3 separate regions of the Drosophila melanogaster genome follow, and regions 1 and 2 are each linked to region 3. The links are chromatin contacts, called in public Hi-C maps. All regions are on one chromosome and are shown on one strand. The core of a region is the stretch at or near the end of the contact, and the rest is flanking DNA. Distances in the headings are between cores, read along the strand shown. Region 1 holds the start of lqfR (liquid facets-Related). Region 2 holds the start of Sar1 (Secretion-associated Ras-related 1). Region 3 holds the start of AdipoR (Adiponectin receptor).

Evidence for each region. A called contact is a pair of places that touch in the nucleus more often than the background predicts.
Region 1: a Hi-C map of the Kc167 cell line shows a contact between it and region 3, with 2.3 times the contacts expected there. A contact is called at or near these places in 4 of 107 Hi-C or Micro-C datasets (the Kc167 cell line, the S2 cell line and embryo).
Region 2: a contact with region 3 is called in a Hi-C map of the Kc167 cell line, with 2.5 times the contacts expected there. A contact is called at or near these places in 2 of 107 Hi-C or Micro-C datasets (the Kc167 cell line and cellular blastoderm embryo).

What each region holds. Positions count from the first base shown.
Region 1 is chr3R:22,409,400-22,413,535 of dm6, reverse strand. lqfR (liquid facets-Related) reads right to left here and starts at 2,235. Exons shown (of 6, transcript NM_170009.4): 1 at 1,899-2,235; 2 at 686-887; 3 at 257-626; 4 at 79-175; 5 at 1-16. The coding sequence starts at 1,951. It overlaps CG13850, which reads left to right and starts at 2,621. Exons shown (of 7, transcript NM_142781.5): 1 at 2,621-2,679; 2 at 2,855-3,050; 3 at 3,114-3,824; 4 at 3,888-4,136. The coding sequence starts at 2,873.
Region 2 is chr3R:22,354,167-22,358,716 of dm6, reverse strand. It overlaps Sar1 (Secretion-associated Ras-related 1), which reads right to left and starts at 2,032. Exons shown (of 6, transcript NM_170002.3): 1 at 1,919-2,032; 2 at 1,046-1,186; 3 at 226-345; 4 at 89-154. The coding sequence starts at 1,088. rdhB (retinol dehydrogenase B) reads right to left here. Exons shown (of 6, transcript NM_001275902.1): 5 at 2,890-3,025; 6 at 2,453-2,768. The coding sequence ends at 2,592.
Region 3 is chr3R:22,546,309-22,550,470 of dm6, reverse strand. AdipoR (Adiponectin receptor) reads left to right here and starts at 2,625. Exons shown (of 7, transcript NM_142804.3): 1 at 2,625-2,812; 2 at 3,348-3,759. The coding sequence starts at 3,394. It also overlaps asRNA:CR44062.

The DNA.
Region 1 (4,136 bases), core at 986-3,485, 140 kb after region 3:
GTATCGATAGTTACGTCTGTGAGGAGAAAAGAGTACATTAGGATATAGAGCAGGTTAATCGGAAAAGTGAAAACTTGCCTTGGACTGGGTGAGTCGCTATCGGATCCCTCTCGCTCTCCATCGTAGTGAGTATCATCATCCTCATACCGATCCTTGTCGGCGCTTTTGTCGGAGTCTGAAGAAAAATCATCAATATTAATATTACATATAGAGAATTTGAACAAAAATCTTAAAAAAATAAAAATTTCTTACTTACACCAATTGTCTCCACGACTAGAGCGATAGTCGCCATCATTGTAGCCACCGCTGCCACCGCCGCCTCCTCCAGATCCACCGCTATAGCCGCTGTAGCCACCGCTTCGCATGCCCATGGCGTCGCTGCTCATGCCGATGTACTTGTCCTTGTTCTTCTTCGCCTTTTTGCGCTCCTCGCGCAAACGATCATCATCCTGAATAAAGTCTATAAGCTCTCGTACCTTATGCCTAACATTAATACCCTGATCCTTGCCGCCCTCGTCGGTGAATGTATAGTTCTCCAGCGAGCGCAGATCGTAGATGTGCTCCCGAGAGGAGGTTACCACCCGTTCAGAGCCGTTTCGCACCAAATAGTTTAGCAGAAGGAGGCTCTGTAAGTAAATATATACTCGTTAGCTCTATATTTATTAGTTTAAACTGAAAACGTTACCTTGTACGTGCGTCGCCAGTTGGTTTTATTGTCCTGCAGCATGCGCTTCCACAGCATGGACATCACCTCCGGGAATGTTTCGTATGAGAAGGTGGAATAGGCCAATTCCTGCATGAGGGGTCCTGTAGGCCCCCAAGGATCATCGTTGGTGGCCTCCCGCACCTTGCCCTCCGTTTCCGTGTAATTCATCACGACATTGGTGCTGCAAGTGGGAACGAAGTCATTGTTTTATTTTAAAGTAACTATTAACTATTCACGATGTTAGTCGTAGAACTTTTGTACATATGTAAATACAAATCTTAATCCGAGCTTGTTTCCTTAAATAATTGATATATACTTAAGTAAAGAAAAAAGGCATATTGACTGGGACATTCCGTAAACTCAATTGAATAGATAATCAAATAGATAGAGGGCCAGTTAATCAGAACTGGTATTTTTAAGTAAACGTTGTGTGACGATATGGATATACAATGCAAAGATGCAGATAAATAAGTAATACGCATGGCTTGGCTGCGACGTTGATAGACGTTCGAAACGTGATGGAAGTGGGCCAATTGTCGCAAATGGGCCATCTAGGTGTTCCTTATCAGTTCGAGATAAGCCCTAGGAAAGGTGTACCCGCGCACTTAACCTAATGAGTTCGGTGTTGGCTATCGAGCCACCATTATTTATTCGAACTATAGGCTCGCTTTTAGAAATAACTACCCCATAAAAGGCGCAGGTGAAAGGGGACACCCATAATTAATAATTCGATGGGGGAAAGAGAAACACCCATTTCACTGGAAAGCCTGGAAGTGGAGCTGTTAACACAGGTGAAAAAATTGTTATATTTGGGCAGTCGAAAGCAAACAAATTGTTTCTTGATAAAGCCCCACACACACAGGCGCATATACACATGGATATCAATATCGGAATGTGGCTGTGTTGGTAAAGCTCTCTTGAAATGGCGAACAACCTTGAAAGCAGTTAAAAACGTGAACCTAATCCAGCACCCCGATGCAGTTGATCCATAAGTAAGATATCTTTATGAATTATTAGGGATTTATGCATGACATAGGGCTTTTGAAATCCTTGAGGAGTTGGGGGCGTGGCGGGAAATCAGAAAACTTGGGGCGTGGGAGTCTTAACATTCACTTCGGCGTTAAGGGAATGTTATACACACATCCCATTACATATACGTATGGATATATCCTATATATTCCTGATCACTTACACCTTGTCCGCCAATTCGCGCACTTTCCACATGCTGATGAATTTATCCACCATTTTGAGACTATTGAATGCTACGGAATTTTTCACACAATCTCGTCGAAAAGTGGCTGGAAAATCCAACTACAACAAGACGTCGAACTCGTTTTCGCTTGGCGTGCCGTTTTCTGACTGTTTTGCAGCTGACGATTTGCACTTTTGCATGGAAACGGCGCACCTGTCTCGCACCCGCGCTTTCCGCAAACAAAAATGTAAAAATTTAAACGAAAATTGTAAAACAAAATCACAGCAGCTAATATTTGGTGAGCTGTCGTGTCCAGTGTTGCAAACAGTGTTTCCAACTCTCACTGTTCAAGTGTAGCTAAATCCGATAAATAGCTGTAGCCGTTATTAATGAAAATTAGCTTTTTAAATTTGTGCTCCAAATAGTTCAATAAAATATTAGTTTTCTTATTAATAAAGCACAAAGAGAAATCGGCATAGTTATAAAATGGGAACCATTTACCAATAACCGAAATAGTTCAATAAAACATTAGTTTTCTTATTAATAAAGCACAAAGAGAAATCGGCATAGTAATAAAATTGGAAGCATTTACCAAATAACCGAAAGCACATGCAATGACACCTAAGTTCCGGAATAAAAAACGCCAGATCTAGCTAGAAAATGCTGAGTTGGCAGCACAGCTCGCAGTGTTACAAAAGCTTTGCATGGAGCCGACGGGTCTTACCCTACACTACCATCAGCTGAACGCTGCTGTCATCTGTGGATTCTCAACGTTCAATAGGAAAGTTTACTAAAATAAATGAAAATACTAAATGAAACGTGAAGGATATCAGGGGAAATAAGACGGTTCAAGTCATGAATATAAGCCTATATCATTGGCATGCTTTGTAAAGCCCCTTCCTGGCCGCTAAAAATGTAAACAAAAAGGTTATGTAAACTTCTGTGGTCTCTTGCAGCGTGTGGATTGACTGAAAATGTTGGGACTACAACGTTTTGCCGGCAGTTTTGTCACCCAGTTGTACCGCCGTGCAGCCTTCAGCAGCAGTGTCCGGGCAGCGGGCATTCCCGTGGCGCCCACTGGAGCACAATCGGATGCAGTGGAGCCGGAAGCACGCGCGCCGGCTGTGGAGGAGGCGGCCAAAAAGCCCAGGGGTAGGTAGATTCTAAAATTGTTGTCCTCCTTACTAATTGGTATTCACTCCATCCTTATTGCAGGCCACATGGTAGCCGCTGCTTTCGAATCCCTTAGAAACGACGATCCCAAAGATGAGAGCAAAAGCCAAGCCTCCAGCAAGATCGATGAGCGTATCATCAACGCAAAGACAGTCAATGGACTGCTAACTATCACGGAGAACAACAATGGCTTCTCGAGGAAGCATGCCCTCAGAATTGTCTCCATACTGGCCGAGTGGAGCACCTTGAATCGAGTAAAGATCTCGGAATTCGAGAACGACACAAGGTTCCTACGTATTTGCCGGATGTTGGGCCGGACGGTTCCCAAAAATAATAATGCTAACAACAAGGACCTTGGTGACAATGGGACGGCCAAGCGGATTTCCGGCTTCCGAACAGATGACCTAAACACGGTGCTTGGCGTAGCTGGTGACGATGAGGCCGCTAAGCTGATAGCTAGCATCAGTCTGCCCCAGATGGTCAAGGTGATGAGCACCCTGGCCCAGCGGAAGAGGCGTAGTACTCCTCTCTTGCGCTCCCTGGCCTTTAATATCAGCAGCGCGTCGGAATCGCTGGATTTAAAGCAAGCGGGGGATGTGCTGTTCGCTATGTCCACGTTGAATTTCCAGGATTCTGTTCTAGGCGCTAAAGTGTGTGCGGATGTGCAATCGGCGCTGCCTAAGAATGTGGAGAAGTCTGCCGTTGTGGGATCCATTATCACCAGCCTGGGCATTTTACGATACCGGGATTTGGGTTAGCTCGGATATAAACACATCAGAAAAAGTTGTGATTAATGTAATTTATTTTTTTCGGTAGATATCTTGGAATCACTTACGCAGTGGCTTTTAAAGAATAGTGAAATCTGTCGCCCCCAAGATCTCAGTGCCTATTTCCTAACATCGGCCCTGCTAAACTTCAAAAGCGCTCAATTGGAGGAAGTGAGCAAAAAGCTAGTAAAGTCTATTGTCCGCGAGGATTTTACCAAGCAATCCGAGTGGTTGAGCTTTGTGTGGTCGCTAACAATGTTGGGTCTAGTAGAACACGGCCACTTGGCTTCTGTTTTGA
Region 2 (4,550 bases), core at 783-3,282, 190 kb after region 3:
TATTTAGTCGTGGGCACGTACGGAAAATAGCAACGATTTGGATGCACATTCACATTCCCCTGAGCTCTGGTCAAGATTAGGCACTTACCCTGAGTGTGGCCACCCAAGTCGAATGTAGTGAAGCGCATGTTGCCGATGGACAGCTCCTCGGATGCTGCAAGTCAATCATATTAGTTAATTAAAGTCACACACATAACCACTATTTAGTCCATGAAGGAAACTCACTTGGATGCAGTGTGGGCACATGCTGCGCCAGCTTATCATCTTTGAGCATATGCAAGAGTGTGGTTTTGCCAGCATTATCCAGGCCCAGGAACAATAATTTGCCAGACTTTTTCCACAGACCTGAAAACGAGAAAGTGTGTTGAATAGCCTTTTGACTTACGCGTCATCAATTAATATACGCAGCTAAACTAACACTAGTGGCGGCTCACTTGTGTTTGCCCAGCCACAGACAGCCGAATATACATTTGAGGTCGAGACAATAGCTCTTGGACTTCGGGCTAATTATTACCTTTGCTACCCAAAATGTTCGGCTATCATTAACCTGATTAAAGATCAAGCTATAACAAAAATGCGCTTATAACAACTGCTATCAGTTTGGCCTGCACTGTAGAACAGTACTTTTCGTATGGAATAATTTTAACTTTTAGCATTACAAAGCAAATAAAAGTGTAGCAGCCATCTGGAAGCGAGGAAAACCCTATCAAAAATGTCTGCTTAAATAATTGTGGCTGAAGAGTACATGGCTATGCAATCAAAATACCTTTTACAGAAGTGTATATTGTATATGCACCCTAGAGTAATGCATATTCAACGCGCATTTGTTGTGATAGAGAGACCTAATGGAAAGTTATAAGCTTTCGACACCTTATAGACACAGTTTAACCTCTAGATTTCGAGATAATCGCACGTTTAGAGCTATCACCACGACCTCCGCTGTACAGCCGTCGAATTTGGGTTTCTTTTGTGCGGCTGCCTTGTTGGCACTCGTTCAAGAAACGCCGCCCCAAGGCACAAGGTCGGCAATGGCGACGTTGCTTACCCAGGTATCCCAGCACTCCGGTGAACCAGTCCCAGATGAACATCCTGATGGTTTCGTGTGGCTATCGGTTGCGGGTGATTGGCTCCAAGAGCAGCTTGTGTGTGTTTATTGTGGGGGGAAGAGAGCTGCTGGGCTAGACGGCTGCCGGATCGAAAAGAGATATGGCATGGATAATGGGTTAGTGCGCATTTCGACTCAAGTTCAATGTCCAGCCACAGAAACACAATAAGAACAACAGCAGCGGCAGCAACAGCGGCTTGGTGTATAGGAAATCAATTTTACGGCGGCTCAACTTCCGGAACCTTGACACACATACAACAACACGCACACTCGAGCGGCGGGGACCTTGCGGATATAAGGAAGCAAATTCCTCCTGGCGGCGAAACATTCACTTGGGCCCATTATTTAGTTAATTAGGTTAAAACCTGTTCTTTGTCAACTGGGCAGCACTTTCTTTATTTCATTCTTTCTCTGCCTCCTGCCCTCTCGCTCGCTCACTGTCTGTGTGTGTGTGTGAGTGGCACTGGGTGTGCGCGTGTGTGTGCGTGTGCTGCCTGTCTGTGTGCAACTACGTGGTAACATGCATTATATTATACTTTATAATATCATTTCACGTTGGAGCACATTTCGTAATCACACTTTGGACGGCAGGTGCACGCCGATCTAAGCCGCACCCTCGAAAAAAGCATAAAAAGGGCGCAGACATCCGGACTTCCGATTCGAATTCGAATTGAGATTCGGATTTTGCACTACGTGGACGCATTTCGGAATTTAACTGCCCGCGGCTGCGGGTAGCTTGCGTTTGATATGGACTTTTACTTGCGCACTTGCTGTTGCCGCCGCGCGTTCGTATCGGTATTGGCGGCTGGTTACCGTGCGTCTGCTGTGTGTATTAATTGTCAACCTAATTCGCTTTTTCTACCTCACGTTTTTATTGGAGTCAGTTCAGTTTTTTTTAATCATAAGCCCCAGTGTGACCAATAAGCGAAAGCTGTGAAATATCGATGTTTGTTTCGTACCATCGATTTTGGGGGTAGCACGAGTAATCGATGTTTTGGTGGATAACTCTGCTAGAGCGAAGCGAGCCAAATCAAGAGTGGTTGTTGTACTCGCTAGCGATAGCTGTACAGCCCTGGTCTTTTGACTCAATCTGGCAGCCCTACCGCAAGGTGGCAACTCCACTACATGCGCGGGCAATTCCAATTCAAATGAATGAATGTATAAATGCATTCATAATGTTGCCAAACTATTTACACGCATTTAATGTTATATCGATTAGAGAATATGCAAAATATTATAAATGTTTAATTATCGTTTTATTGCATTTTTATGTTATTTGTAATAAGATGTTAATACAGATGTTATCTACAGATAACATCTTAAAGAATATAAAGTGTCGAAACAGTTGCTTGAAATGCAATAATGTAATTTTTTATATTTAAAAATATGTACATTTGTTCTCTTATTACATAGAAGAACATATACAAAATGTACAAATAATATCGTTTTGGGTAAAATGTAATTCTCTTGAAATTCAAACTAAAATTCAATCGACCTTCCGCATCTGCTGCAGGATGATGTCCTCCACCTGGACGCCATCGGGAGTGTTCAGCGCATACAACACGGCCTTGGCCACATCCCTTGCCTGCAGTTTGGGCAGCTCGGCTACCGCCTGCGAGTAAACACTAAGGAAATCCGTGTCTACCATGCCCGGGCAAATGCTCTGCAATGGAGGGATAAAAATGGAGAGGGTAACCAATGAGCAGACGCGTCATGTTTGCCGCATTTCCCGAGGATTAAGATGGAGGATGAGGCGCGCCATGTATGCACTGCATTTAACTTACCGTTAATTTAATATTTAATTTGAGAAAATGTATTTCCTGGCGCACCGTTTGGCAGAGGGCCGTAATTGCATGCTTCGTGGCCGGATAAACGCTGAATAAGGGCACCGGCACTTCCGGAATCCGATGGCCAAGCACGCTGTTGTCAAATGTTGTCCATACACATGTCCAGAGCAGAGCGAAGGAGGAGGCGGAGGAGTAGCATGAGCATCGTCCACATGCCAAGGTATGGCGGTGCGTCGGGGATGGAAAATAAAGACAAAGCGGGGTCACAAACGGCGGGTGTGCGTGGGTAAATAAAGTCAACACAACGGATTTCAAGCACTTAAAACGGCAACAAAAAACAAGTCGCCGTCGAACACCTACGGAAAATGATGGTCAGCAGCTGACGGGACATTTTTGCGTGCATTTTATGCAAACATTGCGTAAACTTCTTTTAATTTTACCCCCACACCTGACGAAAAAGCAAGAAAAGACTTAAAAACTTGTGCTATAATATTTTGATTGAATGCGAAATTTTTGGAAAAATAAGGGAATTATAAGTTACAACTAGTTTTTATATTTGCTACAAGATATTTAATTTAATTAAACTGATATTTTTATGAAGGCATTCATTCGAGTATCCTTTTTTTCGAGTGCATTTGGAAGAGCACGGGGTGGTACTTACGGCTCTGAGCCGGGGGCATTAAATGCAAACAATTGCCAACGTTGCTGCAGATGCTGGGCGGCCGGCATACCCTTGCAGTTTTTAATTAATTAAGTCTTAATATTATTGCACTGACATTAAGCGAAATGCATATGGACGACCGCCCAACTTCCACTGCCCACCTGTCAAGCCCCTTGACACACACACAGACACAGGCCCCCCGAAACGTCACATGCTCATTAGCAACGCCTCGGCTACGTTTCCAGAACGGAATTCTCTTTGACTCGCAACGCCGCCAAATAAATACATTTTCTCATTAATTAACGTTTGCAAAGTTCGAAGTCTCAGTTTCCACTGCCCTTTCCCGCTTTCCTTGCCTGTCCGCATTGCTCAATTGTATTCGATTGCGGACAATACGCTTGTGTCCGCTGCTCATTATGCCGGAAAAATGCGTATGAAAATTCCGGGAAATGCGTATTTACGGTGTGTCTTTAATGCACTTCGATGATGCACTTTCCGATTGCGTGGTAAAAAGTGGTAGGAATGTGGAGGTTACTCGAGAGCATATTAAAATGGTTCGTTAAGGTTTCCCTATGGTAAGTCTACATATCATGTTCTTACACAGCTAAATAAAAGAAGAACTACAAAGCTAACAAGAATCTCTACTTCAAAATAGTTAAATGAACATTTCAACATTTTTGACCAAGATAAAGCGTCACTGAAATCGTTTCAAGGCATTATATTAATCCAATTTTGAGCTTGCAATCTATTTTGCGCACACAGATTTCTGTTCGAATCGAATTGCCATCTTTGCGTAAACTAAAAGCCAATCAATAAATAAGATTGACGTTGGCTTTGTTGAATTTGCCTTAACATTTCCGCATGCTTACTGATTTTACAGCCATGAAAAAACCAAACATACACACACACAGAGACACTCACGCATGCACAACAAGCCGGTCAGCCCACCCACAGTGCGTATACGCAATTATTCAATTTTGCCTTTTGCTCATGGGCA
Region 3 (4,162 bases), core at 1,376-3,875:
GTTGCGCGGCGGTTTCTTTTTTTTTTTTTTTATTTTATTTTTGCTTTAGAAACATTTAGTTTTGGTTTTATCTTTACTGATTTTTTGGTGCTTTCTGGTGCTAAGGTCAAGTTTGAAGCCATTAAAATGAATGTCTGTGGCGAGAAAAGAAAGCAAAACTGCTAACAGCAGCAGATAAGCCATGCTTTTTCTTGGTTTATTTTGAACAAGTTTATTAACCCTTTCCCGGTTGGCCAAAAAAACATGCAGATCCTATCGCAAAAAGAGCGGCAAAAAGAAAACGAAAGCAAAGAGGGAAGCGAAAAAGTACACAGTAAAAACGAAATATACTTCAATATTAGTATACATGTATACATATACATATATATATTATGGTATATGTTTAGAATTTAACGAACATACATAGAACATACTATGAGAGACTCTAGTTCATCATCATAAATTGTTAACAATTTTATGAAAATCTGTTTGTATGCCACTGAAAGTGTTTGGAATGAATTTCTAAAAAAATATATACATGCACTTTATATTTATATATAATGTGTCGCGATTTTTAGACCGCACGATGGAGTTTATATTTTTATTATGTGCTTTGACCTTTCAGTGATAACTCAGGTTAATTGGATTTTGCGTCATCCTCGCCACTTTCGTTTGATACTGTGTTATTTCTAAAAAACATCTCTATAAAGAAATGCTTAAAAAATTAACTACATTTTTGTAATAAAAATAGTTCCATTAGACCCTTTAAAATTAACAAAATAGATATGGATAATATTTTATATATGTAAGTTCCTGACACCACTTTTCTTTCTGTGTGCCCATTTAAAAAAACATTTTTCTAAAAACATCTCTATAAAGAAATGCTTAAAAAATTATCTACATTTTTATAATAAAAATAGTTCCATTAGACCCTTTAAAAATAACCAAAATAATAACATTTTATATATAAGTTCCTGACACCACTTTTCTTTCTGTGTGCCAATTTCCAGCTACAAAATTGGCTTTAAATAAACCGCTAGACAATTGATTTATTATCGCCGTCACGTCATTGAGACGAACTCAATTGGCAGCATAGTTATAAGTGCTTATATATATATATATATATGTGCCAATGTGGGGGATGACACGCCCCAACTCCATAACCTGGCACTTAATTTAACTACGCAAATAGGGTTTACGGGCGCAGTTAACACATTTCCAGATCGATGGGAAGCGATTGTCCGTCCAATGAATGGGTCAATTTCACGCACTTACTCTCACCAGTCTCCCAGATTCCCAGGTGATTTGTGTGACCCATGGTGATCCATGTACTCCACCCACGTGCTAAGTGCCCGGTCAAATATGCAAATGTTTGCCGAGTTGGATGCACTGCAGCTGTGTTGGTCGCCACCCTTCCGGGTCTTTGGCATTTCCATTTCCATTTGAAGCACATTGGCCGTTTAGCATTTTTTGTCGCGCGCTCGTCATTCAAACAGAAACAGCTCGCATTATCGGCGCTTCTCTTTTGTGATTATGACCCTGAACTTCAGCGCTACTAAATGTATTAATTCAGTCGATTAATACCGCTAGTCGGGGTCTGTGCGAAATCTGCTCCTTGGCCGAGTTTCTAACGTAGCTGGTCAGAACGCCGAGAGCTGATGGATGATATTGGCCTGGATTGGTCAATAGGGTATATCATCTTGATGGGCTGCCCCTGAGCAAAGCAAGTTCTATAGTCTTATGTTTGAAATTGAATTTGTTTAACAAAGATGAATGACTCTTGACTAAACATATTGGCCTTTATGTGCAATAAATATTCTAAGGGCGCTATTAAAACGTAGTTAAATTGCGCTATTAAGAGCTTGCCAAACAAGTGAATCTTTATTGGGCCTGCAAGGCTGGTGATATTTCCTCACTAGCCAAACACCATTTTGTCTTCCCAATTAAGTTTCTTTATTATTAGAATTGTTATTTGCCTACATTTGTGGGTTTTTATAACACCGTAATGCTATTTCTAAAAAAGCTATAATTAGACATTCTTGTATTACTTTAATTAATTAATTTAAATATATATATTTTAAGTAAGCTGTGATGTTGTCTTTGTTGTCTTTGCAAAAGTGTCCAAGGAATGGCAGATATGTGCATACTTAAGTAGGTTAAATATCGGGGAACTACACATGCTAATTCATAACTACCAGGCTTAAGTTGAGTTCATTGTTGATGTTTTTTAATGAGATGCCTTAACATTTTTTGAAAACAATTTCTCTGTTACTGAAGTGTTTACAGACTAGAGGAAAATTTTCTATTCATATAATATACGTCTTGTAATTTCGTCACGGTAATTTCTCATGAAAAAAAAAACAAATGCCTGTTAGGTATTTACGCAAATATCCAATATTTGGTCAGTTGAAGTACCACCTTTGATCGCCAATAAAAAGTTGTTAGCTCTCAAAAATGTTGACTAATAATGAAAGCACCTTGTTTACCGGGAGCAATACGATTTGCTGGCAAGCATTTTCAAATATGGCGGGCGCTGCGCAGAGTTGCCACATTGTTTTACAGAGCTGTGACTACAAAGTAGCGTTAACAGCCGTTAACAGCTGCTGCGTCAAGGTATGACCGCATTTCCTCCGTTCCCATATGATTGCTAGTGATTTTCCCTATCGCGCTTGCAGTCACACTGGAAAAAACACAGAAAAAATTAAATTAAGGGAAAACAGATGAAAAACTGCAATTGCACGCAATTGAAGCAAGTGCAGCAAATAGTTTTTCGCGCCAGTGTTGACTCCTGGGCCTGCCGTCGAAGCCACGCCAACTGCGCGACTTTCGAGTGGTAAGTGAATAGTAACGAAACGCCAGTGAAATCGAGTGATTAATCGTTCGTTTGTGTTGTGACACTTTCTGTAACTTCGTATAAAAAAAATGGGAACTGCGCAAGTGGAGTGCAGGTGGGGGTTAAGCCAGTTGGTAGTATTCCACTCACACGTGGCCTTCTGGCTGCATTTTCCATGCACTTTGCTATCTATATAATGGTTTCCCCGAAATAGCAACTGCACCTTAACCCACTGAGGATCCCACTCGCATTTGAACACCATCTTATGTAAAAACGTAATTGGCAGCTAAGTTTCCTAAGTGATAAAACACACAAAGCTACCAGATACAGACTTATGTGCTACGTACAACCGATTTACTGGGGAACAAAGGTCGCGCCATACTATATAGCAATGCGATCGGAGCAGACCAATAAACAAATAAACAAATATCGCATTTCCCAGACGAGCTAGCGTTGAGCTAACAAACGCTTAGCATTGCTTTCGAACAACTAAATTCGTATGTATCGTATTGAACAGAACGTATTTCTCTTACAGAATACTATTTGCGGAGTGCAAAACGAATCCGCGGGATCGTAAGACCATGGATTCGGCCACTAATCTCCTCGAGCAACAGGGCTCAGCGGCTGATGTGAGTGGCGGGAGCCATCCCGCCGAGGTGGAGGTAACCACCCAGGCTCGAGCCACTTTCGGCATGGACGCCGAAGGACATGCTACCGGCGAGGCGGTGACCACCACCACGGCCACCTTGCGTAGAGAAGGTTCAGACGAGGATATCTTTGAGCAGGTGCAGATGATCCTGCGCAAGCGACGTGGCTGGGGACCGGAGGACTCGCTTAGCCCCAATGATCTGGACATTCTGGAGTACGACGATGAGTTGGTCGAGGAGGATGACGCCGGTTGTCCACTCCCCTCGACCCCGGAGGACACACAGCTTATTGAGGCGGAGGTGAGTTGGGGCTATTAACCTTTATTTCCATTTTCCACCAGGTGGAAAAGTACGAAATGCAATCGTCAAAACATGTGGCGGAGCTCTTATCGCTGACCTACCACCATGTGGTTATCGGCTGCCACTTGTTAGTCGCAATTTTCCCTCTGCGCAGGCAGTCATTTCAATGTCGGGCGTCTTATCAATCGAAATGTTGCATTGGCCAATGTCTATTTGCCACATGCAAAATGTACCATAACCATTGTACTTAAACCTTATCGTGGCCATTTCTCCATTTTTATGACTCACTAAATACAATTGCTCAATTTAAAGCATATTCCATAGCCATTTGAAAGTTATACCTCTTATCTCTCCTTGCCTTTAATGTCTGTCCGAAAGGTGTCAAGTAAAATTTCTTGACTTT